Linked DNA regions of Mus musculus: regions 2, 3 and 4 are each linked to region 1. A link is a contact called in public Hi-C, HiChIP or PLAC-seq and promoter capture Hi-C data. All regions are on one chromosome and are shown on one strand. The core of a region is the stretch at or near the end of the contact, and the rest is flanking DNA. Distances in the headings are between cores, read along the strand shown.

Region 1 (5,476 bases), core at 315-2,814:
TGAGATTTCCACCATGTCCCACCTTTGGTAACAGATGGCTGAATGTGGATGTATTTTGTATCCCTCCTAGATTGTAAACTCCTTGGTGGCAGGTCTGTTAGGGAGGCAATAGAGCAGTGACCACCAGTGGAGATAGGACCCACTGAGCCCTGTCTTCATCACAAATGGGAATAACACATGCCACACGGAGTCCTCTGTCTGACTCCAGCCGTGGAGACAGCACAACTGAGGTTAGTCCACCACAGATGGACCATAGATGGTGACTACCTGCCTGCCATTTCTGTGTGCCTCATTCCTGCCCCCAGCATCTAAATTCCAAACCTGTAGGTTTGAAGGTTTCTGTCCCCGAGACACTGCACCACCCACACAAACTCAGAAATACCAAGAAGTGGGGGGGATCGAGATGCCAAGCAGGGGAGTCCTACCTCTGGAAAATCTCCTGCAGCGTTTCCCGCGTGAAGGCGTTGCTGTCCTGGAAGACGTTGTTGAGAGCATGAAGAGCACAGAGCTCCCTGCGCTGCTTCTCATGGTAGATTTGTGGGGGCGCTGCTTGGGGAAGGTCCGAGGATTCAGCTTTGGCCTTGTCTCCTTTCCATGGCACGCAACTCATGTTTTTCGATTTAGGTTCCAGGCAGAGCCGCTAAACACTCCGCTCCTTCCCTCCTGAGGAAAGTCTAGGTTTCTGTCTTCGGATTCCTGAGATTCACCTATTTATTCTCTGGTGTTCATGATTTATGCTTTGTCACTGGGAGGAAAGGTTGGAATCAAAAGGGACAAAAAAAAAAATCTACCTTTTTCTGTCTTCTCGATAGGAAAAAATAACTTTTGGATTAGTTTATTTAGCCAACACTTTCAAAGTGTAGAATTAACAAAGAAAAAAAAAACATATAAAACGTAGGATTCCTCCCTTTGGCTGCCGCCTTCCCCTCCCACCCCCTTTGGAAAAAAAGAAACACCACGCTTTCCTGGCCGTGTTTTCCTCTCTGCAGATGCCAACTAGGCCTCAATGCAGGAGGGCAGAACCGAAGGGGTCACATCGCTCCTTTTCTTCCATTTCGTCCGAATCACAACACCACAGGCTCCGAAGACCGGGTTGGGTGGCGGAGAAAAGGCCCAATGCCAAGAGCTAGCGAGGATCGGAGGGCGTGAGGTCGCGGGCCGCGCGGGGGCTCCGGGGATAGCGCTCCATGACCGCCAGCGGACTGGCGGACTCGGCCCAGCGGAGGAGCCGCTTCGCCTCGGCGCGGGAGGAGCCGCGGAAAGGGGAACGGCAGCCCGGGCGCCGCCGCGGGGAGGTCCCGCCTGGCCCGCGAGGGTGCGGCCGGACGCCTTGCCTCGCCCGGTGCAGCCTTGGCCCACCGGGCTGACCGTCCCCGCAGCGACCTCCTGCTGTCACGTGAGGCCAGTCCCGGGCTCCTTCCCGCTGCCTGCCCGGCGGGGACTGTTCGTCTCCCCGACGCCGCCACCTGGAGCTTGCGGGCCGCCACCTGGCCCACGCGCGGACAAGCAGGCGGCGGAGCGGGCGGGCACGCGCACCTGAGCCCGACGTCAGCGGCGTTCACTCCGCGCGCGCCCCAGACACGCCCCCGCGCTGACCCCGCCTGCCAACCTCGCGTCACCCCTGACGTTGTGTGACGTAGCCAACGCGGGCTGTTGGTCCGGTGGAGGTGCTTAGAGGTCGCGGAGCCGTTGTGCAGGGTTGTGGAGCTCCGCGGTAGCGGGGGAGGTCGACTTGTCGCTTCGCCGCAGCTCCGCCCCGGCGCCCACTCCCGCCTGGACGCCGCAGGGCCCTCCTCCCGGCAGAGTGCTTTCTTGAGCCCGGGCAGCGGCTGCCCTGGCCCACTTATGTTCATCAGATTTCCTAACACTTTACCGACGCGGTCGGGCGTAATCTTGGTTGGTGAACCCGACCGCCTCCAGTTTTCTTTGAGAGCTGAGGGCAAGACTCTCGCCGGGAGTCATATTTCAAATGGAAACCTGAGTTCTATTTCAGATCCTTGGTGTCGTATTCCAGTTCACTTCACACAAACCACTGCCCTTTTGATCAGCAACCTTCTCTTGATGGCTGTCACAAGCCTTCCTTTCTGTGTTTTCTTTTCCCTTCTGATCCTTCTTTTTAGACGTGTGTGTGTGTGCGCGTGTGTGTTCTCTAGTTCAGCTGGTCTCAAACTCATTACGTAACCAAGAATGTCCAATTTGTTCAGGGCAAGGGATCGAACCTTGGTAAATGCAAGACAAGCACTCTACCAACTAGAGCTCCGTATTTTGAGTTTAGCTGAGTACATTGTGTCCAAAGGCAGACTATTTACAGTTTCCCATGGGTTTAAATTAAGTCACTGTTTCTAACTTGCCTTCCTATCGGATTTTTGTTAGGGAAAACAACAGATTTGCACTTTCAAAGTAATGGTTTCTCTAATCCTCATGATCACCCCAATCAACAGTATTGTGCAACACATCTGAGAGATTACCACATGATAGGGCATCCTCTACCTAGACTACTTTTGAATTATCTTTTTGTGTGTGTGTGTGTGTAATGTGTAAACTACCAAACTGTTACAGTGTATTTACATAGGATTTATCTCCTAGGGACTTGCTGTTCAACCAGAATTATTGTAAACATCTATTAATTAACTGATGAGTAATTAATTATTGTTAAGCAAATTAGACTTTTTTTTTCTTTTTCAGGGAGAAAAATACAGCCCAAAGAAGTCGATCAAGTTGTTTGAAATCATTATGTCTATAGTGAATTAAGGGTTTGAGCTTGGACCAAATTGTTTTCAGAAAGAGAATGTAAAGATGATTAGGAATTACCTCTCAACTGTTACTTTTTATATTTATTCTCCAAAACATTCAATTCGAAAAGCAAGTATTCAGAATATATATCCTTTCTAGGCAAAGTCCTATAGTGAGAAGGACAGTCTTTCCCCCCAGCCAGATAGCAATGTATTCTGAAACTGAACTTTTTCTGGCCATACAATGCTAAATAGCAATCGAAGCAATAGAATTAATACAACTGTCACCTCTGATCACCCCCAGCCAAGCAGTGAGCAACCTCCAGTTGAATTCTTAATACTTGGGGATACTGTCAGAATCCACAGATATAGGGTTACGGTCCACAAGACTGCCTCTCACTTTAGGAGTCCGAATCTCTGGGTCTGGAGATATAGCTCAGAGTTTCAGAAGACCTGGGTTGGATTCCCAGTACCCTAATGGAGGCTAACAATCGTCTGCGACTCTAGTCCAAAAGGGTTCCGGTGCCCCATTTAGACTCTACAGGCCCTGCACAAAGGTGGCACACAGACATACACACACACACACACACACACACACACACACACACACCATTCATACAAAATAAAAACAAATCTCAGTAAAAAACCATTAAGGTCAGGTTTCCAGCAGCATCTGCTCACAGACTTGGTAGTACGTTAAAAATGAGGACAAGACTCTCCCCGAATTAGGTGACGGCTATATTGTACCCTTTTCCTTACTTACTATATACATCCTGTGGTCCAATCCCTAAATTTCTCGTACTTCCTCAGGCGGCTGCTCTTTTTTTTAATCTATTACCAGGAGGAGTGGCCAGGTCCAGCCAGCATAATTAGATCTTGGTAAAAAACAGAACTCACCTAATAGTCTAAATTTTTCAGACATTTGAAACGGGAATTTCAGGTACACGAACGGCGGGTTTTTTTTTTTTTTTTTGGACTGGGACTTTCCACAAGTGGCAACTGAAAAATAAGCCACAAGAAACTACCTTGACAGATCCTAGACCTGTGGCTCAGCTGTTCACCAAAAACGTGAGGGGATTTACGCTAGAGTTTGGGCTGTCAACATCTTTCTGTTCACTCAGTTGCTCTCCGAGGAGTCATGAATGGAACTCCCTGAGGTCAGCATTTAATTAATTGTCTTGGTCTGGCGGCTGTAATATTACCACTCCTGGAATACATAGCATCGATTCTACTATAAAAATTGCCTTGCGCATGCCAGCACGCCGGACACAGTGTTGCAGCAACTGCCTTCAATCATTCGGAGTGCCAGGCTCATTTCACAGTTTACTATCTGGGTATGCGGCGGCCAGACGCGCGGGACTTAGGGAGGACAAGATTGGGTCCCGCCCTTGTCCATCATTTTGAGAGGCTCCAGGCGGGACTGTTTTGCAGTATGATTTGGAGGCTGGCCCCGCCTCTGGAAAGTGAGGTGGGGAGTAAAGAATGGATGCCTCTTTTCATTGGATTGTTGTCAAGTCAGTCAAACCTCTGCTTCGCTCCCGTTGGCGGGAAGGATCCAGGCAGGTAGCGTGCACGCTGTGTTGGCCCCACTAGAGGTGGGACCAAGGCTCCCGACCACTACGACGTTTGTTGTTAGGGTTTTGGTCTCATTAATTATTCATTAAAGTATTTGAGAGAGCTGCGACGATTGGTAAATGAGAGACTGGGTCTTCTGTGTCTCCGCTAGAGATACGTGACAGTCTCGGGAGGCGGGGAAGCCGCGCATAAATTATTCTAACAAGAAGGGGCGGGGCCGAGCATAAATTAGTTAAATGAGCCAGGGAGGGAGGGCGGGCGGCCGGCTGCGAATTAGCTTAAGTTCTTAAAGATGGCGGCGGAGCGGAGTCGCTCCCCGGTCGACTCGCCGGTGCCGGCCTCGATGTTCGCCCCCGAGCCTAGCTCTCCGGGGGCGGCTCGGGCCGCCGCGGCCGCGGCCCGACTCCATGGCGGCTTCGATTCTGACTGCAGCGAGGACGGCGAGGCGCTCAACGGCGAGCCGGAGCTGGACCTCACCAGCAAGGTAGGCCCGGGAGGCGGCGGCGGGGCCAGGGGTACGCGGAGGGGCCGGACGGTCTCCGAGGCGACGGCGGGCAGCCGGCTGTCCAGTGGCACGGCTCACGGGAGCGCTGAAGGGATGCAGCCCGCCCACCTGCCGCTCTCCCGAACCTGCCGGGCCCGGGCCCACTCTCCGCACCGGGCAGCGTCCACCCGGCCTCCCGCGCTTCCCGCTCCCGCCTCGATCGCTGCCACTTGGCTCCGCCACGTGGAACGGGGTTCCCGACTCGGGCCGCGCGCCCTGTGTCCCTGTCCCCGTGTGGATCAGCCCGCCCTCCCCAGGAGGGGGGTCCCTGAGACGCAGGGTCTTCCTCTTCTAGGAGCATCCCGGAGGACCAAGTGTCAAGGTGGCTTGGGCAGGGGGCGGGATACTCACGAAGACAGGTAGCCAGTCTAAGGGGTGGCAGCCGTTTCTCTTCCTGGTCTCTGGAAAGTAAACAGAAAGTAGTTGCTCAGTCGGCGAGAATGATGTCCGAGGAGCGTCCTCTTTCCGTGTCCACCCAAATAAAATAAAAAGATGGGACCGACAAGATGGCTCAGCAGGTAAAGGGGCTTGCCTCCTAAGTTTGACAACCTCAGTTCGATCCCCAGGACTCACCTAGTGAAGGAGAGAACTGATTCGTACACCGTGGCACTCGTCGCCTTCCCAC
Region 2 (5,751 bases), core at 254-2,753, 790 kb before region 1:
GAAGGGAACACCAGATCCCATTACAGATGGTTGGGAGCCACCATGTGGTTGCTGGGAGTTGAACTCAGGACCACTGAAGAGCAGTCAGTGCTCTTAACTGCTGCGCCATCTCTCCAGCCCCCTCTTTAGAATCTTTTGCCATCTCTTCTCCAAACACTGGGCAGCAGCCTTCCTTCCCATCGGAAAAAGAAAGACAAGGAAGCTGCTCTGCCTTCTCAACTCCCCATCAGAGAGCCAGGATTCCACTGATGAGAGGCTGTGGCTGTTCCTGGCCAGTATGTTCTGGCTGCAGCAGCTGCTGGGACCCCTCTGGGCTCCTCCCACACTCGATAGGACTTCTTAAATGGGGAAAGCGGCTGAGTGAACACCATGTGCCAGACCTGTGCTGGGTACACAGAGATGTCTGGAGCAAAGGGAAGTCTTTGAGGAGCACACCAACTCTCTACCCCCACACAGTAGGTGCTCAAGTGGTATGGCTCTGAACTGAAACTAAGAGAGCAAAGCTTGGTGTGGTGCACAGGGCTTCCTGTAGTCACCCTTCCCCCTCCCAAGCCTGAAGGGTGCATACTGAAGTCAGCTTGCAGTTGCCCACCGGCTCTCTTGCTCTGTAGCTATGAACACCTATTGTATGCTCAGGCTGGTGTTCAGCGGAACATTTCAAAGAGAAAATCGGGTTTGGGGGTTCAGAGCAGCACCCATACATATCAAGGCCTGACAAGAAGGAAGGGCAGGCGCCTGGGACATTTGCTAAAAGAAATGAGAAAGAGTTTTACAAATAGGGGAAGCGGTCAAAGCTTGGGACTCTTTAAAGTGTAGAGTGACAGGACCTCAAGGGCTGACGAGCAGACCAAGCAGACCAGGGTATCTTGTTTACCCTGTGGCATAGACTGGACAAGGACAGTTGTCCTACCAAGCTACTATACACAATGAATGCAGAATTTTGGGGACTGATCCAAGGACATTAGTATCTGGTAGTCCCAGGTACCCCAAGTTCTGAGCCAGTGGTCCAGCAGGCAAGGGGGATGGTCAGGGAATAGTATGGTGGAGAAGAAGTCCCCAGGCAGCATCCCCTAGTGACTGGCCTGCACAGGTCCTGAAGGCCTGTCCCTTCTAGGCAGCCTTCCTTTCCCTCTAAGAGAGCAAAGGTTGTTTATACCCAGGGCGGTGATGGCAGGAGCAGCTTACCTGCTTCCCGCCACCCGCCGCGGTGACAGGACAGGCTGCGGGAAGGAAGAGCCCGCACTCAACTGCGGACCTCAGAGAGACAGACCGACGGACACTCGGCAGGCGGGTCGGACAACCCGGGGGTCGTTGAGGCCCGGAAGCAGAGAGAGAGAGAGAGAGAGAGAGAGAGAGAGAGAGAGAGAGAGAGAGAGAGAGAGAGAGAGACTCCAAACTTGAGAGAGAGAGAGACTCCAAACTTGGAGAAAGGAGTGACCTGGGGGCCGGGGGCGGAGTCGTGAGCGGGGGAGGAGAGCGCCCGCGCCAGCGCCAGCACCAGCCAGAGGAGCGCGCCGGCCCAGGAAGCCAGAGCGCCGCCCACCCATCCGGGGCGAAGCGCGCGGGGAAGCAGGCTGGGCCGGGGGCTGCCAGCCTCAACCCCCAAGGTGACTCCTCGGCCCCCTGCCCGGACCCAAGATGATGAAGAGGCAGTTGCACCGCATGCGGCAGCTGGCCCACACGGGCAGCTCGGGACGGTGAGTGTCACCCGCTTCTAGCCGTGCTATCGTTTCGCAGGACCTGAGCGAGCGCAGGAGAGTGGGGAACTGGTCACAGAGGTCGAAGATATCTAGGCAGCGGCCCTCTGGCATGCCAGAGCCCTGACCTCGTTTCCTGGGGTCTGAAGTCACTGTGGTCGCACAAGCATAGCTGGCTTTTGCGGGCGGTGGAGGGGGAGCGGGGGAAGGCACCTCCATTCCCGGTTGGAGAGGCTGCTGCAGAGAGCAGAATGCGTCCTGAGCCAAGACGCTGCCTGGAACCTCATTTGTCCCCTCCGGACAATGGGAACAGTTAGCCACCTCTAACTGGAGGGAAGGGGAGGAACGGAGCCGATCGGGGGCCCCAGACCCTGGGGGAAGGGACTGGCAGTGTTCTGGCCTGGGGAGGAGGGGCCTGCTCTGCTCTGGGTGTCCGTCCCCTCCCCCAACCCAGGGGCCTCCTGCCATTTGGTCCTGCTTCTGCTTTTCGTAGGCTCAGGTAGAGACACCCCTTGGTCTCCTCGGTTCCCAGCCCCAAAACTATGGGAGCGGAAGTTTGGGGAGTTTCTCGGAGCCTTTCTTTCTGTCCCTCTTCCCCAGCCTGGGAGTTCCCCATTCTTTGGGCCCAGAGAGGTGACCGTGTATCCAGAAACTTGATCCAGACCTTGCAGTGACACAAACACTTATATGTACCTACGAAGCCAAGCCACTCTGCCCTGAACCCATGTCCCTATGTATCCTTGGGCAGAGTCCCCAGACCTGCCCACAGCTGCAGTCCAATGTCGTATGCCTGTGGGCCTGGCCACCCCGGAGACCAGCTTCCACACTTCCCGTTCTGGGGGCCAGCTTAGGCCTCCTCTTTCCGGGCCAGGCAAACTATTTAGGGGGATGGGGAGATGAGAAACTTTTCCTCTGTCCCGAAGTTGGGCCCTGGGTAGCTCCCTCCTGCTTTTTTCGGTGTCATGGGTCCACCCTCTCCCAGGACACAGCCCTGGGTGGAGGAGGAAGCAGGCATGCATCCTCTTAACTACCATGGAATGTGCTCCAGCTACGATGTGGACGGGCCACCCAGGCTTGGTGGGTCCTGGAAGCATCTTGGGTTCAGGTTCCATGTGCAGGGGTTAGAGGGAGGCAGTGGGTTCCCTAACCCAGACTGACTCATCCAAAGCCCCCTTCCCCCACAGCACCCCGGAGACTGCCGAGTTTTTGGGTGAGGACCTGCTGCAGGTACGTGCCTGGGCCTGGGCGGGCTGGGCTGGGAGGCAGGCCCATGCAGGCTGTCAGTATAGAGGCTGGCAGGCGGGGACAGCAGTCAAGGGCCTGGTTGTGTCATTCCCTGCTGGCCAGGGAAGGCCCAGGAGGGAAGAGAAAAGTGATTCTTGTTCTAGGGGAGACACAGTATACAGTCCTCACACGCCCCGCCCCTGTACCTCCCAGGTAGAGCAACGGCTGGAGCCAGCTAAACGAGCAGCCCACAATGTTCACAAACGGCTGCAGGCCTGTCTGCAGGGCCAAAGCGGGGCTGACATGGACAAGCGGGTGGTAAGTGGGGTCTCTGGGAGGAGAGACCTGTGTGGTGAAGGATGGGGTGGGAATGACCCCCCCCTGGGTGGGCTGCAGCTTCTGAGCTTTGCTCTGAGCTAGTAGGCCCCCAAGCGGTCTAGGTGGGCGGAACACCTTGGGAGCTGAATGGAGGAGGATGCTCTGTTACTCAACTGGGCGGCTATTGACTCCTGCTACTCTGTTGCTAAGACGGCTTGCTGATGCATTGTCTCCCCACTGCTGGCAACAGCCCCTTGTACAGTCTACTGGTGTATAATGGGAAACCGGGACCTAAATTTACTAGCCCAAGATCACCCAGGTAACGAGTGACAAAAGTGGACCCGGGGGTCCCTGTGATTGTAAATGCAGGAAGTATGCGGATGGTTCAAACATTCACCTGGCTGGAGCTGGAGGGTCCGCTCAGCATAGCACTTGCTCTTACACAGACCTGGCTTCGGTTCCTACCACCCACACACTTCACCACTCTCAGTCCCAGGGCACCTTCTTCAGTCCGCTGAGGGCACCTAGCATATACCACCCACCCACCCCCACCCCCTTAGAGGAGAGTCTGGATGTGAGGCAATGGGAAACCCTGGAGAACTTGAGCTAGAGACTGACCAGATTAACCACCTGTGCCATGAGACAGGGAAGGAGTTCAGGCCATCTCACCCCCTACCCCAGCCACAAGGCCAGCTCTTTGAAATGGCTCCCTCCCTCTCCACAGTAGTTTCCTAGACTCTCTTGGGTTGATCATTCCTTCTTGTCTGGTCAAATAAGGGAGGGAGGGAGGGATCCCAGGTCTGTGAGAGGTTGTACACAAGTGTGCATGCATGGAGGGGGGATGGGGGCCACGCACTGTCATCGTCATCCAGTTTCCACACTTACCTATGATTGTGGATCTATTGAGTTGACTCTTCCCTCTGCTGGGGCGTGAGTTTGGCTAGATGCTCTGGGCTCCAGTAAAGTGTAGGAAACTGGTAAAGTCAGGCTCACTCACCCCCCTCCTCTCACCACCCCCCCATCCCACCCCCCACCCCACCCCTCCCCGCAGAAGAAGCTTCCTCTCATGGCTCTTTCTACCACGATGGCAGAGAGCTTCAAGGAACTGGATCCTGATTCCAGCATGGGGTGAGCATGGTTGGGACCTGGCTCTTCGATAGAGGGGACAGTGGGGGGGGGGTCAGATCAGCCAGGGTGTCTACCTCGAAAGGATGACCCGAGCTGGGAGAAATGTCCAGATCACTAAGGCCCAAGAAAGCGGGAAACAGAGAGGCTGGGACCTTCAGGTGTTTCTAGGTGGAGGTGAAGGGACCAAGGCAGCCTTGGCCCACTGGGAATCTCGGCCCACAGGAAGGCCTTGGAGATGACCTGCGCCATCCAGAACCAGCTGGCCCGAATCCTAGCCGAGTTTGAGATGACCCTGGAGAGGGATGTCCTGCAGCCGCTCAGCAGGCTGAGCGAGGTGACTGTGTACCCCAAACCCCAGCCCTAGCCTCCCCCCACCGCCGTCCCTGCTCCCACCAGACCCCTGAGCCCTCCCTGCGCCTGCCCTCAGGAGGAGCTGCCTGCCATCCTGAAGCACAAGAAAAGCCTTCAGAAGCTGGTGTCTGACTGGAACACCCTCAAAAGCAGGTGGGCAGGGCACCTGAGCCTAGGTTAAGTCATAGTAGGGCTCTGCAGGCCCTACTTGAGGCCATGTTGGTCCTTGAGAACACTTGAGGTAAAGGCATATATGTGTGACAGTGTGCATGTGTGCTCTTGTACCACAGGTGACCCCAAACTAGGAAAACCAGTAGTCTCCAAGATCCCTAGATGGTTCTAGGGCTCCTTCCTATCTGCTGTATTCTGGAGCTGAGTAGTTGTAATTACCAGGAACCACCACCAGAGGGAGGCCTAGAGCACTTTGGGCCTAGTCCCGGTAGAGGCCCAAGGAGTTTCTATTTTGCCTCTGTAAACCCTAGAGTCCTGTGTGATTACGTGTATGGAGGGGACACTTAGCTCTGGCCATGCAATGGGGCCAGTGACCACCCACCTTGGGATCCTCCCCAGGCTCAGCCAGGCAGCCAAGAACTCAGGAAGCAACCAAGGCCTGGGTGGTGCCTCAGGCAGTCACACCCACACCACCACTGCCAACAAGGTAGAGATGCTGAAGGAGGAAGAGGAGGAGCTCAAGAAGAAGGTGGAACAGTGCAAGGTGAGGTGATTCGAGATGCCTGCATAGACGATAGGCGTGGGCCCATTTCACAGATGGGAACGATTGAGGTGCCGGGGCAGCACTGAGATTTAAACCCAGGCAGAATCTACTTAGTGGGGCACCGCCCAGGACCTCTGCTGTACTTATGTGCATTAACAGCTGGGATGTGGTTGTTTACTGGATGCTCAATGTTTGATGGATGAATGAGTGAGTAATGTTTAATGAGTGAATAGTATTTGCATGATGAATGATTTGAGAGTTTTTGCTGGGTAAGAAGAATGAATGATGAATGAATGAATGAATGAGTGGTGTTGGCTG
Region 3 (5,643 bases), core at 1,663-4,162, 810 kb before region 1:
GCTGGGGGAGTAAAGGCAAGAACCCAAGAACTGAGTCTGAAAGCAAGGGAAGGTGGAAGGCGCCACCCCTGAAGTCGCTCTCTGCCCTCCACATGTAAATAAACATGTAATCGTTTTTTAAAGATGGTGTTTTGTTTGAGACAGGGTCTATGTAGCCTTGGTTGTCCTGGAACTTGCTGTGTAGGCTGGCCTCTAACTCAAGAGTTCTGCCTACCTCTGCCTCCCAAGTGGTTGTGAGCCACCATGTGGTTGCTGGGAATTGAACTCAGGATCTGTGGAAGAGGGGTCAGTGCTCTTAACCACTGAGCTATCTCTCCAGCCCAAGAATTCTAGTTTCTATGGCCTACCTGGAAGGGAGACGGAAGACGGAGGAGAAAGGGCGGAAGGGAAAAGGGAGAAGGTTTCCTGCAGACCCACATGTGAAGGGCTTTCTGACAAGCCCAGGCCTGGCAATCATGACAGCAGCAGGTCTTCCTTTTCCGATTCCCTCTCCTTTGCTAAACCATTCGAATACATTCCTGAGGCTGATCACCAAGGTCCAGCAATCAAAATTCAACATTTGGCTACACTAACTAACATGTCCAATTAGGATTTACCAAGTCATCCTAATTCAGGCTTCCCCCTTTGTCTCCTTACAAACAAACCACTCCCACAGAGACACCTGAGGCTCACTTTGCCTGACCCAGAGGCAGTCAGACCCCCTGCTTGTCCCCTCCTAGGTAAATAAAATCTCTTTGGGGCTGAGGATTTAGTGTCTGCTTGTGCTCTGTGCCGATTCTGAGATCCCTTCAGTGTGGGCAGGCGCCATGCTTTGAGGCACTATGCTCTGAACCCCGGCACCTTCTGGACCCCAGCACTATTTTAGGTCTCAGGACACTGTGCCCGCTAGTTCTGTGAACTTGACAGATTTCCAATCACCTGGTCGATGAGCTGCTGCTCGTGCCTCAGGAGGATTACCCTGCCTGAGTCTACTGAGCTGGGAAGACCTGCCCACTGTGGGTGGCACCATCCCCGATGGGGAACCTGTACTGTGTGAGTGGAGAAAGGGCGGGAAGCAGTGTGCATTCCACACTCTCTCTGCCCTGTTTCTCAGCTGCAGCTGTGATGGGCCCAGCTGCCACCGCCTTGATTTCTCCTCCCCTTGAATTGTGGGAAACCCTGTCTTCTTTAAGTTGCTTTTATCAGAGCAGTTTAATCACAGCAACAGGAAAAGAAACTCAGGGATTCACCAGATGCAATGCTTCAGGATGAGACTTCCCAGAGGCAGGGAGGGACACAAACCACAAGCATGCAAAGAAATACACTGTGGGGCAGCTGGAGGTTAGAGCTCAGGTGGTGATGTGTCTGCCTAACATGTTTATATGAAATGCTAGGTACCACAGAAATCGCCAGCTTGGGCTATAAGGACTCTAGATGGAGGCAGAAGTAGCTGGAGATGTCTCTCAGTTGGTAGCGTGTTGCTTAGCTTGCAAGAAGTCCTATTCTCTTGCAGGTGTGGTGATGCACGCAGAAGGTGGAGAAAGAAGGATCAGAGATCAAGTCTATAGTGCGTTCAAGGCCTGCCTAGGCTTACAGGAGACCCTGCCTCTGTCGCTCCACCAAAAGTGCCTGTGAGTAGTGATCTGACTTTAAATCAATTTGGCAAATGCAGTTTGGGTTTTTGTTTTGGGTTTTGTTCTGTGTAGCCCTGGGTCCTGGAACTCGCTCCGTAGACCAGGCTGACTTTGAACTCGGAGATTCACCTGCCTCTTCCTCTCAAGTGCTAGGTGGCGTGCGCCACCACTGCCCGGCCTGCAGTTGGGTTTTATTTCATTAACAATTTTAAAAATAAAGAAAACAAAGCAGGCGGAGCCCATCTTGTTACCCTCTCCCGTATCTTATAGGTTGCAGGAGAGAATTAAACGTCTCACTGAGAGTTGGGTTCAGAAGAAAACCCGACTGAAATGAGGTAACTGGTTCTGCAAGGTGAATACTGATCCCTCCAAGGCCACAGGCATGCGGAACTGGATTCGCCGGTTCCTTGGTCTCAGATGCTCTTTAACTCTTCCTGGCACAGGCTCGCTGGAGAGGGCACAGTAGCCAGTTCCCCCGACGGCCGCCAGAGGCTACAGAGAGCGAACTGGCATTCCTGAGAATTAGCCAAGGCGACCGCAGAGGGTGGAAAAAGCGGGTGAAAGTACCTCACATTTTGCCTCCTCCTAAACCACCTCAAAAAAAGAGCCTGACGTCGTCACCATTCCAGTTTGGGGAAAGATAACCTCTCATTTTGCCACCACCTCTCTGGCTTCCCCATCACCTTGAGAGTGTTACGTGCTTTGAGATACGATATTCCACACTGGCCTTGAACTGATAACCTCCTGCCTCTGTCTGATAAGTGCGGGCGTTATCATCACCTTGTAGGATATATATCTGGCCTTGTCTTTCTCTCCAGGGCTGGGCACCGAATAACCCAAATGCAAGGAGTTTCTAAACTGAATGCAGAATTAAGTACTCGGTGCAAGCACTGACCCCTAATGACCTCAGGCAAACTCATAACCTGGCTCCCGGGTTTGAATGTAGATTCATAGGTTAAGAAAAAAAAAAGACTTAGCCCTTTGCTGGGCGTGGTGGCACACTTCTTTAATGTCTGCACTTGGGAGGCGGAAAAAGGCGGATCTCAGGAATTCCACGCCAGCCTATTCTACAGAGCGAGCTTCAGGACTGCCAGAGCAAGACAGTGAGCCCTTGTCTCAAAGGGGAAAAAACTGCTCAGAACAATGCCTAGGGCTTTAAGAGCTAAACAAACGTTAGCTTAACCTCATCGCGTTGGCGGCGGCCACAGTGCCCAGTTGCCCTTTTAAGGGACTTTGACATCTTCCCACGTAAGCGGAAGTACCCCTGAGGGCTCCGGAAGTGACTTCAGAACCCCTTCAGAAACATGGCTCCGGAGCGTTGTCCCGGAAGCGGTCACGGGTCTCTGCGTGACGCTAACTGAGTTAGAGCGGTCCCGCGGGGTTTCTATGGTGCCGCCCGCCACCCCCAGGCTCTCCTCTTCCTCTCCCGCCCGAGCGCCCGGAGCTGCGAGGCCGCCGACCAGCCCCACCGGCGACTCCGCCAGCCGCCAGGGGGAGGGGCGCCGACGAGGCGACGCTCTAGGCGGCTCCACCCGCGTCTCGATGGTGCCCGGCGTCCCGGTGCCGCGTTCCTACTCCGCGGGGTGGACGCGGCCCCTTTAACCGGCCGAGGGCGGAGCCGAGGAGTTCCCGCGAGAGCGGCCGGGGGGCGGGGGGCGGCGCCGAGGCCGGGGGCCCGTGGCGGATGGAGCCCGCGATGGAGCCGGAGACTCTGGAGGCACGAATCAGTGAGTGTCCGGGAGGGGCGCGAGCCGGACCGGAACCGGAACCGGGGGCGCGAGGCTGGCCCCTCTCTCTCTCCCGGCGGGGCGGGGTCCGCGCGCCCCCTCCTCACGCCCCGCCCCCCGACCCGGAGGGGCGGCGCCCCAGTCTGTCGCTCCGCTCGGACCCTGGCAGCTGCGCGCAGCCTGGCCGGGAGCGGGCGCCGCCCACCCACCCCGGTGACCCGGTGGCGCAGAGTTATCCCGGACCCCCGAAGGCCCTGCCTGTTGCACCAAAGCGCAGACCCTCGAGTCTTCCCCTAGAGGGATCCCCCCACTTCCTCAGGGCCTGAGTCTTTCAAACCCTGTGCCCGCAGCTCTTCTTAGATCTGCTCGGTCCCCCAGCCCAGGAAAGGGGGGACCCCTGGCCCATCTGATCCAGCTCTGTCCGCGCCTGGAGAAACTCCCAGTGCTTGAAAGGGTCCCGTCTAAGACTCCATAAGGAAATCAAGTTCTCTGTCGTTATACCCAAGCCCAGCCTTGCTTTGCGTCCCAGATTGCTTTCCTAGCCCCTGCTGAGCCTCCTCCCCAGGCCTCTGTCCTTGTTTCCTGTCTCCTTCGAAACAGCTTCCTCCAACTCTGGCTTCCAAGCCCCATCCTCTGTTCTCCCTGTCCCACACTGCTTGTTGAAGATCCTTGGCCTTGCCAACCCCATTCCTGAACTCTGCCCCTGGGAGCTGCAGGTTGGCTCTTCTGGTCCATTTAGTGACAGGTCTGTCCCAAGGCCTTTCAGGGATGTGACCCAGAGAAGCCTTCCGGTCTATCCTCAAGCTCAACCTCCTGGTCTGAGATATAGCAAGGATCTGTGCAGGGTGGTGTGGGCCGACATGGTCAGCATCTTTGAAGCCAGCCTCGAAGGAAGTTGAACTGGAAGGTTGATTCCCAGAGCTCACCGATCTGGGGGGGGGGGGGGGGGCGGAGGAGAGTCAGCCTGGCAGTGGGGTTGATTGGTGGTTAGAAGGAGACAGTGACCATGGACTGCATGAGATACAGTACTGCACGGGTCTCAGGAGGTCAGAGGTAAAAGAGGACCATAGATATTTTCCCCATCTGTCTTAGTCAGGGTTTCTATTCCTGCACAAACATCATGACCAAGAAGCAAGTTGGGGAGGAAAGGATTTATTCAGCTTACATTTTCCACATTGCTGTTAATCACCAAAGGATGTCAGGACTGGAACTCAAGCAGGTCAGGAAGCAGGAGCTGATACAGAGGCCATGGAGGGATATTCTTTACTGGCTTGCTTTCCCTGGCTTGCTCAGCCTGCTCTCTTATAGAACCAAGACTACCAGCCCAGAGATGGTCCCACCCACAATGGGCCTTTCCCCCTTGATCACTAATTGAGAAAATGCCTTACAGCTGGATCTCATGGAGGCACTTCCCCAACTGAAGCTGCTTTCTCTGTGATAACTCCAGCTGTGTCAAGTTGACACAAAACTAGCCAGGACAGCATCTGAAGAGTCATGCCCAGTTGTGAAATACCTCTCTCCCTCAAGTACTTTCCTCTGCCACTTGCCAGGGGAGATGAGCCCCCCCCCCCACACACACACACACACGCACACGCACTGTGGAGGTTGGGGAAAGGGGTGGGGTCATGTCTCTTCCAGTTCTAAGATCTTCCGTTTGCTCAATGCTGGGGAGAAACTGATCCTGGCCAGAGTTTCCTCTTCCCTGGCTCCTGACTCGGATTGCTTGGCTCCACCCTTGCTGGGGCTCACGTGCCTTTGACACTTCGAGGACTTCCTGTTCTAGCCCTTTTTCTCAGCTGTCACTGAGAGGCCAGTACCCCGAACCTTCTCCTTGCCTCCAGATTGCAGGCTCTCTTCCCAGTGTTCAGTCCCTTAGCCATTGTGGGGGACTGGGAGGTCGGGAAATGTGCAGCCTGACCTAAGGAAGAAGAGATGTTGCTGGTGTCCCTGGGGGCCTCACTGGTGACATCTGTTCCTCTCAAGGACTGGAGGGTCACCCACAAGGTTCCTGGGATAGATTGGTACCAGAAAGAATGCTGCTTCAGCCTCTGGCCATCCATCTTGCCTCTGAGCCCCCGGGAGAGAGCAGCCTGCCCCAGCTCCTTCCATCCCTCCCCTGCTCCCTCCCCTGCTCTGCCCGTCTTCATAGCGCTTCTGAGATCGCTAATCTGAGTACTCAGAGATGCTCTGTTTGCGCCAGTGAGTTTCAGGAAAGAAGAGCTTTTGTCCACCACCGTATTTTTTCTTTTTCTTTTTAACTATGGATTAAGTGAATGGCTGCCGGACACTGAGGGTGTCTAGGC
Region 4 (5,670 bases), core at 2,462-4,961, 520 kb before region 1:
GGGTGCCAGCTCCAGTCTTTGCCTCTCCATGCCAACTCTGCACAGGTCTCCTTATCCACCCCAGCCCATCCCCACAGCCATCCTCCACTCCTGTGCGAATCCTCACACTCAAGGCTCTCCTCCTCCTCTGCTGTCCCCCTCCCCCAGCTCAGTCCTCACTTGTTTTCACCTCTTGGTTTGGAATGGGTGGATGGAGAAGGGAGGCTGGTTTCCAGCCCCATGGGCAGCACCTCGTGGAACACTATTATAAGTGTCCTCCAGTCAGGTCAACAGCGTAAGATGACCGGGCAAGAGCCTGTGAGACTTGGGGCAGGCCAGGCCGGATGAGCCTCTAACAGGAGTGGCTTCAGCCTCAACCTCCTCCCAGTTTCTTGGCTCAAACTATGCTTCCTCCACCAGTTAAACAGCATCAAACATCCCACGGCTCAGCATCTAATGGTTCCTCTCCAGGTGGCATCCAAGGTCAGTGTGCCAAGAGCTCACACAACCCCCCAGGACCTGTGTTCAAGTACATTGTCCCACCCCCCTCCTGCCCCCAGCTCAGGAAGCAGGTCTCAGCCTGTTTTCCAGTTCTGTTGATCCAACCCCTGACACCCCTGATGTCCTTGGAGCCATGAGCTTGGGACAACTGTGTTTAGATCTCTGGAGCTTGGGACAACTGTGTTTAGATCCCTGGAGCTTGGGACAACTGTGTTTAGATCCCTGGAGCTTGGGACAACTGTGTTTAGATCCCTGGCCAGCCCAGGTCACATTCAAGTGTCTCCAAGGACCCCCAGGCAGAGCCCAGGTAACCAGCCTGGCTCCTTGGCATTGTTTTGCCACCTCCTGGGGCTGGATCCTCAGCCAGTAGGGCTCTGCTGCCTTCCCTGCCCCCTGCTGTCTGAGTGGTAGCTAGGGACAAGTCAGCCTGAAGGGGACTCAGGTAAGGGTTCTAAGTGAAAATGGGACAGGGGCAGTGGAAAGACTCCTTAAACTCTTGACAACAGGTGGTAGAGGGAGAGTGGTACACACCTAGAGGAACCTCAGGCAAAGGAGCTAGCTGCCATTGCTGTTCTGGAGCAGAGCCGGACTCTGGCTGTCCAGCTACTGCCTGTCAGAGTTGCGGGGTAAGGGCTGGGGGAGGGGTGCCGGACCTTCAACAAGTACATGGCCAGTGCAGACCAGGAGGCTGCTTACCGACCCCTCTGTTCTCAGGGAGCCAATTGCTCCTACCGCTTCAAGTCTGATATGGCCTTCATACAGAGCCTGCAAAGTGGAAGGAGCCAGCCCTTTTCACAGACCCCCCAAGTCTCCTCAAGTATAGAGGCCTCCACTCTCCTGTCCTCTGCTCAGCCCCACCACTCCAGAGAGTAAAGTGGGACCCAATGCAGCCACTAGGGATAATGCGGGGATAACCTGAGAAGGTTGGTGACTGGTCTCTGGCCCTGGTTCTGTCGCTGACTGACCCAAGCCATGTCTCTCTCTTGGGCCTTTCTCCTGTACAGTCCAGTGGGGAATCAGGTGACCTCAGCAAGCCTAGCATCTGCTGGAGCCCTTGTTCCTTTTGGGCTTGGCCCAGGGTGCCTGCGGTGAGTCAGGGAGCCCCACGTATCTGCAACTGGGCCAGGAGAGCACGAGGGTCAAAATTAGTCCCTGGGAAAATGTTGCCATAGAGCCCCGAGGTCAGCCTAGGCAGCCTGGGGCTCCTTGGGACCATGGCAGGAAGCAGGCTTCCTCCTGGCGAGGGTGCTCAGCCCCAGTTCTTGAGCGTGGGGAAGAGGTTGCTCAACCATTGGGTGGAGCCCAGGGAGGGAAGATGGCGCTGGAGAAAGGAGTGAAGAGCTTGGTAGCTCAGGGCCACAGCTGGAGGGGAAGGCCTCTTTTTGTGTGCCCTCTCCTGGGGATAAAGAAGCTCTCAGTCTAGACACTGGAGTCAGGAAGGTTCCCCAGGGCAGCTGGAACAGGAGAGACACTGTGGGAGCGGAGATGGAAGTTCTTCACTCTGCTTTCTCTGGGTTCCTTGTTTTCCTTGCAGAGCCCTCCTCACCCTGACCCAGGCTCTCCATCTGGTTGCTTCCGTACCCCCGGCATCTACAGCTAGACCAGCTCTCTCCCAAAGTTTCCCCCACACTCCCGACCCCACAAACGGGTGGCAGCGGCACACTGTGAATGTGCGATCTAGTGGAGGTCTGGTGTGAAGCTTTCCCCCACACCCCCATGTTGCCTTCCCTGCCCACCACCCACAGAATTCCAACCACGAGGGGGCGCCTTCCCGCCCGCCGTCCCAGGGTGGGGAGGCCCAGCCTAGGCCGCTGGGGTTCTGAGTTCCAGAGTGGGCAGCCAGAGGAGCCCCCCACAGAGGCACTTTGGGTAGATGGGTGGGCGAGATCTCCAAATCTGGTCTTCCAAGAGACCAAACTTCCATAGGTTGGTCTCCCCTGAGAGAGAGGCCTGGGCGATCCTGTTCTGGGGTCCCAGGCTAGCCCTAGTGCGCGCGCACGAGGGGGGTGTTGGGCCGGGGCAGCGCTCACCTCCAGAGCTTGCCTAGTGTCTTGCTGAGCTCAGCATTGTGGAGGTGAGGGTACTGGTCGGCTAGCTTTCTGCGTGCCGCCTGTGCCCACACCATGAAGGCGTTCATGGGCCTCTTGACGTGCGGCTTGCTCTTGCTGGCACCGTTGACGCGCACGGGCATGGGCACCAGCGTCCAGTCGTAGCCGCTGAGCACCTGGCTGACCGCCTCGCGGATGCACACGGGGAACTTGTCATCGTCCGCCTCGCCGTCCTGCTGTTCCTTCTTGACCTTGCCCAGTTCACCGGGCCCCGGGCTGGCTCGCAAGCCCGAGCCACCGCCGCCGCCGTCGGGTCCCAGCGACGGCGCGCTGCCTGGGGACAGGCAGCGGGGTTCCTCCGAGCCCACAGGGCTCAGCTCCACCTCTGATAGGTCTTGTTCCTCGGCCATGTCGCTCCCGGCCGCCGCCGCTTCGGCCGCCTCCCCCGGGCCCGCCGCCGGGGTCCTCGTGAAGAGCCCAACGCCCACCTGGACGGGAAGGAGGGCGCGATGGAGAGGCGCTGGGCGCCACTCCCGGCACGCGGGTGCAGCCCCGAAGTGGCGACTCTCCCTGCCTGCGCTAAACCCACTCGGGCCTGGGCGCGTGCACATGCCAGACCCTAGGTGGGTGCGTCCCGCCTCCACGTCTTCCCACCCCCTGATCCCAACCGTCTCTAGGTGTGGGTGTTTTTTTTTTTTTTTTTTTTTCGTTTTTTTCCCCTAAACCTCCTTTTGGGTGGAGGTTTGTTGATGGAAAGGAAGAAAAACGGACCCTTTATTCGGCTCTAATCCGGGCCCCTGGAATTTCCCACCTTTTCGCTCACCTCTCTTTCCCCTCGTCTGCTCTGACAGCCTAGGGGAGCAGAATGGGGGGACGCAGGCCTGCCTGCAGGGTGTCAGACTCTCCCATCGCAAAGCAGGGGTGACCCAGACCCCCGGTTGGCACTCCGGGCCCAGGGGCGCAGTGCGCACTCACCTCCTCCGACCTCTCCTCCAGTCTGGGGCTCGTCCTGAGGAAGTGGAAAACCGTGTCCCAAGGTGTGCGGTCCAGCTCGGGGCTGGGGAGTGACGCTGATGGACTGGGAGGGAGGGGCTGGGGGGCCCTGAGCCTCAGGCCACTGCCTTGTCTGGACGGAGCCTGAATCCTCACCACCAAACACCCTGGCTGGACAGCCGAGACTGACTGAGCCGCTGCAGACGGCTGGGGAAGGAAGGAGGGGGAGGGGAGGGGGAAAGGAGGGAGGGAAGGGCAGAAGGTGGAGCCTCCAGCGCTGCCTTCATCCCCAACACCCAGGACGCCTCCACTCTGCCCAGCCCCCCCCCCCCCAACCCCAGCCCTGTGACCCGCACTGCTGCCTAGGCCCGTCTCCCTGGACTCAGCTTGGGTTTGGCATCTGGTGTGAGCATGGGGATATTTTAGGTCTGGGAAGGGAGAGATACAGGTGGCACAGTCAGAACCTGTTGCCTGGGACCCTAAACCATTGCCACAGGTGGTGGCATGGACAGTTGACAAAGGACTGGAGAGAGGTGTGAGGAGAGTGGATAACTTGAAAGGGTCGTGGCCTGTGTTGCTTCATTTGAGAAATCCCACTGAGTCCCACTGTGTGCTAGGCACCGCAGCCTGCAGTAGGTATCAGACCCTCGCCTTCTCCTGTCCTCTCCAACACAGCTGACCCAAGCCAAGCCCCCCAGGACCGCAGCTGGATAACCTTTGCCCTGTACACATACAACCCCCAGATTCAATCCGTGATCCCTTCTCTCTAAGATCCTAGCATCCAGAAGGCTGGACTGGCCCAGGATAGAGAGAGACACAGGAGGCTGAGGCAGGGTGAGAGTGCCCTACTCTTCAAGAAGGGTGAGGGGGACTTTGGGGAGGGGGTGTCTCTCACTTCCATGAAGGGCTCTTCCTCTCCCTGGAAAGGAGACCCAGTCCTGGATGTCTGGATGTGAAGTCCCTTACTCTCCCACACTGAGAAAAGACAGGAACTGCCCTGGCTCTCACAGCCCCCGCCCCCTTTCTGCCCCTCAAGCCGATTCTTTGTTCTTCCTCCCGTTGCCCCAGGGCTCCTATCCTTGGTCTCACCTCTACAGCCTAGTTAGTGTCCTTTTCTCTTCTCAGTGAAGGCACCCTTTCCTGGTTGAGTGGCTAGGCGGAACTGGGGTGCCCACGGAGGGACAAACAGAGGAGCATGGGCCACCCCACTGACAGTGTGTGGCTTCTCTGTCCCACTTAGCTAGGTAAGGCCCTAGGCCCACACCAAACAGGTACCTTCTGGAGTCGAGCTGGAACTGGGGTCTGGAGAATCAAGGCCTCAATGATTGGGAGGGCCCCAGGGTGGATAGTGGGGACACAAAGAGATAGTCACATAGGGCAAAGGCATGTCGAGGGGGTGGCAGACATTGGTAACACACACTCACACATGCTTGCGCACACACAACCAGCCAGACAATTGGGCCAGTGTGTCTGGGGCTGCAGAGCCCAGTGAATTAGGAGTTTGATAAGGGTTTTCTCTTTCTCTCGCTCGCTGGCCTTGGACAATCTCCCCCCAGTTTTCCTCGACGCCACCCCCGGCGCTGCCAACCCTCCTCCCCCCCGCCTCCCTTCTCTTCCCTGTGCCCAGACTCTTGTTCGGGGCCTTGAAACAGTGAGCTGTCTTTGTTCGAAATACAGGTGAACGGCAATCATGTGATTAACACACACACACACATAAAAAGCTTTTTAACAGCGCCCGCCCGGCCTCAGAACCGCCCGGAGAGAAGCCGCCTTGGATGGACAGAGGGACGGAGCAGCAAGCATCCGGCCTCCCCGGCTTCCCTGCAGCGGTCTCCAACTGCTGTCTGCCCGCTGCCCGCCTGCCTGGCATCTCTCTCCCGGTGGGTCCCTGTTCATCCCTCCACTCTTTGGTCCCTCCTCTTGGAGGGAAGGTCCTCCCTGCTCTCTGTGTGTCTGTGGCTGAGCCTGAGACCCCTTGAGGCATAGAGGAGTGCTGTGGGGGAGGGGGAGAGTGGGCTCAGGCTTAGAAAGCTGGCCACGAGTGGTGGTCTCACAGCCGGTCCCCTCTCTAGTCCCCTGCCACTACCCTCTTGGGCCCAGCTGCCAGAAGGGGTGTGAGTGTGTGTGTGGGGGGTCTATAAAGGACCAC

What was found. A called contact is a pair of places that touch in the nucleus more often than the background predicts. HiChIP or PLAC-seq counts read pairs in DNA pulled down with a chosen protein or histone mark. Capture Hi-C pulls out chosen DNA fragments and counts their contacts.
Region 2: a contact with region 1 is called in a promoter capture Hi-C map of adipose tissue, with 2.3 times the contacts expected there. The contact joins the promoter of Sh3bp1 here to the promoter of Josd1 in region 1. A contact is called at or near these places in 2 of 39 promoter capture datasets (hematopoietic stem and progenitor cells and hippocampal neurons), 1 of 484 Hi-C or Micro-C datasets (B cells), 2 of 115 datasets of contacts at active chromatin or transcription factors (bone marrow-derived macrophages and pancreatic cancer cells) and 2 of 9 other capture datasets (adipose tissue and liver).
Region 3: a contact with region 1 is called in a Hi-C map of neutrophils, with 5 times the contacts expected there. The contact joins the promoter of Gga1 here to the promoter of Josd1 in region 1. A contact is called at or near these places in 1 of 39 promoter capture datasets (liver), 4 of 484 Hi-C or Micro-C datasets (CD4 T cells, embryonic stem cells and neutrophils) and 2 of 9 other capture datasets (adipose tissue and liver).
Region 4: a contact with region 1 is called in an H3K4me3 HiChIP or PLAC-seq map of embryonic stem cells, with 2.4 times the contacts expected there. The contact joins the promoter of Sox10 here to the promoter of Josd1 in region 1. A contact is called at or near these places in 7 of 39 promoter capture datasets (the 3T3-L1 cell line, the C10 cell line, embryonic stem cells and 2 more), 5 of 115 datasets of contacts at active chromatin or transcription factors (bone marrow-derived macrophages, cardiomyocytes, embryonic midbrain and 2 more) and 1 of 9 other capture datasets (embryonic stem cells).

The regions. Positions count from the first base shown.
Region 1 is chr15:79,686,308-79,691,783 of GRCm38.p6, forward strand. Josd1 (Josephin domain containing 1) reads right to left here and starts at 1,565. Exons shown (of 4, transcript NM_028792.3): 1 at 426-1,565. The coding sequence starts at 610. It overlaps Gtpbp1 (GTP binding protein 1), which reads left to right and starts at 4,589. Exons shown (of 12, transcript NM_013818.2): 1 at 4,589-4,791. The coding sequence starts at 4,600.
Region 2 is chr15:78,898,265-78,904,015 of GRCm38.p6, forward strand. It overlaps Sh3bp1 (SH3-domain binding protein 1), which reads left to right and starts at 1,504. Exons shown (of 18, transcript NM_001316684.1): 1 at 1,504-1,697; 2 at 2,882-2,924; 3 at 3,135-3,239; 4 at 4,291-4,367; 5 at 4,590-4,701; 6 at 4,795-4,871; 7 at 5,289-5,433. The coding sequence starts at 1,639.
Region 3 is chr15:78,874,278-78,879,920 of GRCm38.p6, forward strand. Gga1 (golgi associated, gamma adaptin ear containing, ARF binding protein 1) reads left to right here and starts at 2,913. Exons shown (of 17, transcript NM_145929.2): 1 at 2,913-3,340. The coding sequence starts at 3,298.
Region 4 is chr15:79,160,779-79,166,448 of GRCm38.p6, forward strand. It overlaps Sox10 (SRY (sex determining region Y)-box 10), which reads right to left and starts at 3,712. Exons shown (of 4, transcript NM_011437.1): 1 at 3,504-3,712; 2 at 2,511-3,016. The coding sequence starts at 2,938. It overlaps Gm10863 (predicted gene 10863), which reads left to right and starts at 5,288. Exons shown (of 5, transcript NR_029470.1): 1 at 5,288-5,401. RefSeq lists enhancers at 3,569-4,227, 4,753-5,443, 4,917-5,670.